Regions from separate parts of the Mus musculus genome. Here region 1 is linked to region 2. The links are chromatin contacts, called in public promoter capture Hi-C maps. All regions are on one chromosome and are shown on one strand. The core of a region is the stretch at or near the end of the contact, and the rest is flanking DNA. Distances in the headings are between cores, read along the strand shown. Region 1 overlaps Usp33 (ubiquitin specific peptidase 33). Region 2 overlaps Fubp1 (far upstream element (FUSE) binding protein 1).

The links. Capture Hi-C pulls out chosen DNA fragments and counts their contacts.
Region 1: a contact with region 2 is called in a promoter capture Hi-C map of pancreatic islet. The contact joins two enhancer-like sites. A contact is called at or near these places in 25 of 484 Hi-C or Micro-C datasets (CD4 T cells, the G1E-ER4 cell line, Sertoli cells and 16 more) and 4 of 9 other capture datasets (adipose tissue, embryonic stem cells, liver and 1 more).

The regions. Positions count from the first base shown.
Region 1 is chr3:152,355,644-152,358,343 of GRCm38.p6, reverse strand. Usp33 (ubiquitin specific peptidase 33) reads right to left here. Exons shown (of 24, transcript NM_133247.3): 2 at 373-504; 3 at 145-198. The coding sequence starts at 453. Among named protein-coding and RNA genes, the nearest start is that of Usp33, 11 kb to the right of the region's middle. Within about 2 kb of position 1,388, at least 101 of the 459 cell types and tissues checked have an H3K27ac peak or open chromatin away from gene starts, as enhancers often do. A contact at or near this core is called in the G1E-ER4 cell line, pancreatic islet and trophoblast stem cells, where this site is marked.
Region 2 is chr3:152,230,648-152,233,347 of GRCm38.p6, reverse strand. Fubp1 (far upstream element (FUSE) binding protein 1) reads right to left here. Exons shown (of 20, transcript NM_057172.4): 19 at 1,326-1,471; 20 at 1-953. The coding sequence ends at 945. Among named protein-coding and RNA genes, the nearest start is that of Fubp1, 22 kb to the right of the region's middle. Within about 2 kb of position 1,392, at least 32 of the 459 cell types and tissues checked have an H3K27ac peak or open chromatin away from gene starts, as enhancers often do. A contact at or near this core is called in the G1E-ER4 cell line, pancreatic islet and trophoblast stem cells, where this site is marked.

The DNA.
Region 1 (2,700 bases), core at 139-2,638, 120 kb before region 2:
TTTAGTTAGTATGCTTTAAAAGTATACTCATGTAAAATTATTTTATACATCAAAAATTGTTATTAATATGTATAAAATTAAATTTTCAACTGAAAACTTTCAGGAAAACACACAGACACACACACACACCCCCCACACATATACCTCCAGGCACGCCCACAGGTTTGGTCCTCTGACTTTACAGTCCTGACAAGCGCCCTGGGAAAATAAACACAAGAGACATTTGCTGTGTCAGTGTGTCAGACACACACAATTCCCTGTAACAACATACATTTTTACACATGACACAGAGTGCCCTACTAATTGACTTAGATGTGTATTTAAGAGGAAAGTGAGCGCAGCAATTTCAGGGGTGACTACTATAGAACTTACGAGAGATTTCTGTATCAAGTCCTCTTTCGTTATTTCACCAACTGAATCCAAATGTGGACAATGATTTCGAAAAGTCGTCATTTTCTTACAGTTTTCCTTCTCTTTCTCAAGGCTTTTCAAATCAGGCAAAACCTACAGAAAAGGTGACCCAAAACTTAATTACAAAATCTTAACAAGCTAAAACTGGCTAAAGAAAAGATAAAATAAGGAATATACATGCTCTCCCTGCCAAAAATGTTCAGACACACCTGCAGCCGGTGGAATAAATAAATTTTCATGACTGACTGATCGATGGGTAGATTGATTTGAGACAAAGTTTCACTGTGTAGTTTGGCTGCCCTGGAAGTCACTGAGTAGACCAGACTGGCCTAAACTCATAAAAGACCCTCTGGTCTCTGCCTCCCAAGTGCTGGAAATGACGATGCACAACATCACAGGCTTGTTTTGTTTGCCTGTTTTTTGAGACAGGGTCTCACCAGGGAGCTCTGGCTGTCCTGGGACTCATTATGTAGATCAGATGGGCTTCAAACTCATCAAGATCCACCTGCCTTTGCCTTCCAAGTGCTGGGATTAAAAGTGTGTTCCACACACCTGACTTAATAGTTCTTTGAGAATTTCACACATCTTTGATCATTATTTTCTCCCTTCCTCAACTCTTCCCCAAATCCACCTCTCCTTTCCTACCCACCAAAATTTGTGTCTTTTATTTTAATACCAATCAAATGCAATTGTGTTGCCTATATATTCTTGGATGTGTGACCTTCCACTGGAGAATGGTTAACCTGGGACTACGCTCAAAAACGTAACTTGACTCAGCCTCCACTAGCAACTATCAAGTGCAGTAGCGCCTGGGCCCGGAGCAGACTTCTTGCTCACCTCCCCCTCTGTGCTGGGGTCTGGTCCGGCCTAAGCCGGATGTGCTGAAGCTTCTGTGCATGGTGTCATCACCACTGCTCTGCTCTCCAGGGCTTTCCTTTCGGTCACGCACCACTGCCTAGTCCACGTGTCCCCAGAGCCTTGGGAGGAGGGTGTGATACAGACACCCGATGTGGGCAGAGCACTCTGCACTCCCGTATTCTCCATCCCTTTAACAGTGTGGGTATCCTAGAAATGAAAGCTTCTCTGATGAGGATTAAGAGACCCATCATCAGCCTGGTGGTGGGGACACACCCTTTAATCCCAGCACTCAGGAGCAGAACTCTATGAATTCAAGGCCCACCTGGTCTGCAGAGTGAATTACAGGACCACCAGGGCTACACAAAGAATCTTTATCTCAAAACCAACCAACCAAACAAACAAAAAAAGAGGTATATCAATCTATGGGTGTAACACTTTAGTTATTACGAGTCAGTTTAAGACTATGTCCTTTAGCAGATGGCAGGTTCTCCCTCCCAGTCTATGACCTATCTAGCAAGAGGTTATTTGTCCCGGCAATGGTACCAAATATGAGTTTATCTTGTGGGACAATCCTTAAATCAAGTAGTCAGAAAGTGGTTGGTATGCGCACACACTGCAGCTTCACCAGTGGGCATGTCCTGCCAGGACAGCTGTTAAGGTCGCTTGCACAGTTCACAGCTGGGTAAGAGTGGCGACTGTTTCTCCTTCACCAGCACACACAGAAACCTACAGAGGAAACCAGTAAGGACAAAGCATCCAGGTGAGTACTAGCTTTACACCTCCCTGTTCTACAGTTCAATTTTATCTGCTGTCTGCAGCAGTAGCGTCTTGCCAACCAGAGAGAACCTGTCTCAATGAGGAGGAAAAGGAGACTTGCACACATCCACTGTGGGTACATGTTGCCTATACTCACATACACATACAAATATGCAGATTTGAATAATAATAGTAATTTTTAACATTTGAAAAATAGTAACTAAATGACACTGTAGAAGTTCAATTTAAACACTTGTTAATGTTCTTATTCATGTTTTTAAGAAAATGTCTGGCAATCTTTTTCACCCTTTTCTCATCTCTCCTCTCCTTTTTGTACCCAAGTACATGTACTGCCAGTCAAGAGGGAAGAGCTGGGTTCAATTACCCTTTCACCTTAAGTAACTCAAAATGTAAACAAACAAAACATACAAAGCAATGGTCTTTTGCATTACAGAACAGAACAGTGACTCCAACAAAATTAAAATGGATAAAGCACTGTGACTGGCCCAGCTGAGCCTGGAGAGACTGTAGGCCTCAGAGCAGAAAGGTGAGTTAGACAGGAAGCTCAGGGTGGTTAAAGCTCCCAAGGTACGGTCTCCCAGAAGAGAGAACGAGACAGTAACCAATCTCTGGAAAGTGGCAGGAACGGTAACTACATACTCACTCCCAGCTCCA
Region 2 (2,700 bases), core at 143-2,642:
CCAAATGTTTCAATGGCAGATGCAATGTAGCTATACTTTCACATTCTATTACTTTTCTATCCTGAATTTAGAGAGAAACACACTATTATAATATATATATATACATGGAAAGAGTTGCTTTACATGAAAAAAACAATGTTTCTTATAAACTCCTCAAATCACTGTCTGCAAACTGTTCAAAATTAGTTATGCTGAAACAGTCTCGGAAATAAGTGAAGAACAGGAAGGTTAACTGTTGTAGCAGCGGTACAGGTCTGAAATAGTGCTCATGTATAAAAGGAAATGTCACTGTTAATGCAATGGAAGTATACTAAAGATCATTGTATACACATGCAGTTTTTAATCAAATAGAAGGAAAAACATGAAAATATCAGGATTACTTGTGCTGAAATAGCCAAATACAACAGAAAAGAACCTCCAATCTACCACTATACTCCAACAGGGGAAAAAACATGCCAGTGTTTAAAAACTCAGTAATTCATGGGGAAAGCTTATATATTCGTGTACATGTATCTTAATTTATCACTGCTAAGAAACTATGAATCCTTTACCCACATATCCAACTTACCGACACAGGAGGTTTCATATCATTTATTGTAAAGCACAAAACAGGCATTTTAAAAGTGAAAGTATACATTGAAAAAGTACATTTATATCACAAAGCATCGACCACATAATAGTTGCAAATACATTTGCTGGAATGTGTACATCTACACTAAAGACTAAAAACAAACCAATTTTCATTTCTACACAGAAATATTAACCTCCTATCAGTAGTGATAGTTATTTTGTACATTTTCAAAATAAAAAAAAAGGGGGGGAAAAAAACACTACTTTAAACCAAAAACAAAATTAAGATCTTCATCAAGTCGTCTGCATCCATATATTTAACAAAGGTTTTTTCCCCCACACAATGAAGCAAATACTGTATTGTCCACTTCTTATTATTGGCCCTGTGCAGAAGAGATACATAAGAGATACACAAAAAGTTAAAGAAAATCCTTTAAATGGAGCTAATTCAGGAGTGAATCCTTTAAGAAAGAAAAACTGGTTAATATAAATGATGGTGGCTTCTTGCATGATTTGCAAATCCCTGGGGGGAAGAAAATTTATTTTTAAAATCAAAGGCATTACAAAAATAGCACTCAGATGCCAGAAAACATTATTAGAAAAACTGAGTCCCCAAACACAACACGATATTTCATGTAGTTATACTTTACCAAGTAAAACATATTCATTCCCAAACAGACAAACATGCAGAAAACATGGTTGGAGTGGAAAACAAAAACAAAAACAAAACAAAAAAAATAGCAAATGTTTTCTACCTGAGGTGCTGGAGGATGCTGCGGCATCCCCTGGGGACTTGTCTGGGCATAATACGCTGCTTGCTGTCTATAGTACTCAGCCCAGGCTGCACTATAATCCGGCTGACCACCTGGTGGGGCCCCAGCAGGAGCAGGAACTGCTTGACCTTCAGGAAAACAGAGAACTTTATTGCTGCTATAATTACAAATCTCACAGTAACTCTTCTCTAGTAAACACAGCATCTTGCCTTTTTAATACTTCTTCCAAGCCTTTTAATAACCTCGTGTCTGCCCTTGTGACCTAAAACACCCCCTCAACTTTAATACAAAAATGTATGTACCATTAAGTACAGCTTATAATGCAAGGCACAGAGGGGCAATAGCTCTTGTTTTTATCTCAACACAGGGTTTCACTTATGTAGCACAGGTGGCTCAAAACTTGTTATCCTCTTGGCAACTTCCCACGTGCTAGGATTATCTGTGCCTCATTGCCCCTTCAGTTTCTGTTTATCTTAAATATGCCTTAGACAAGGGAGGGAGGATGAGGGGGGAAAGTGCAGCACACAAGAAACGGCAAAGATACTCTTTTCACTTCAATCACAAGTTTCAGTCTCTTAGTTCAGCTTGATTAGTAAAAGACAAAATGACCCAAACTCACATACCTTTAAACAAAGGGGAAAATTCAGATATAATCTTTGACAAGGAAAGAAGAAACGCTTTGTTTTTTTTTTTTGCTAACTGAGAAAGGGTCTCACTATCCAGGGCTGACCTCATCCTTGGAGATCTACCTGCTTCTGCCTCCTGAGCACTAGGACTAAATGCGTATATGTGCCACCATACCTAGCTCACCACTCTTCTATCCATTTGGGTCACTATATTACTAGTCTTAAACTACAGAGAAGTACTGAAAGATATTTATGACACACACAATGAAGCAAAAGACATACTGAGTTTATATCACAGCTTTACTAAAAATAACCTGGCAGCTGAAATAAAGTTCAATGAAAGATGTAAAACTCAGCTTTTTTTTTTTAAAGATTTATTTATTTATTATATGTAAGTACACTGTAGCTGTCTTCAGACACTCCAGAAGAGGGTGTCAGATCTTGTTACAGATGGTTGTTGTGAGCCACCATGTGGTTGCTGGGATTTGAACTCCGGACCTTCGGACGAGCAGTAGGGTGCTCTTACCCACTGAGCGATCTCACCAGCCCAAAACTCAGCGTTTATTAGTAATTTTGTTTTAAGTGACCATTCTGAGTTATCAAATGATAAAAATCGAATTCTAGAAATACTTAATGAATTTTGTAAACAAGCAAGTTAACTGCAAATGAGTTTCTTTTTCTTTTTTTTCGAGACAGGGTTTCTCTGTATAGCCCTGGCTGTCCTGGAACTC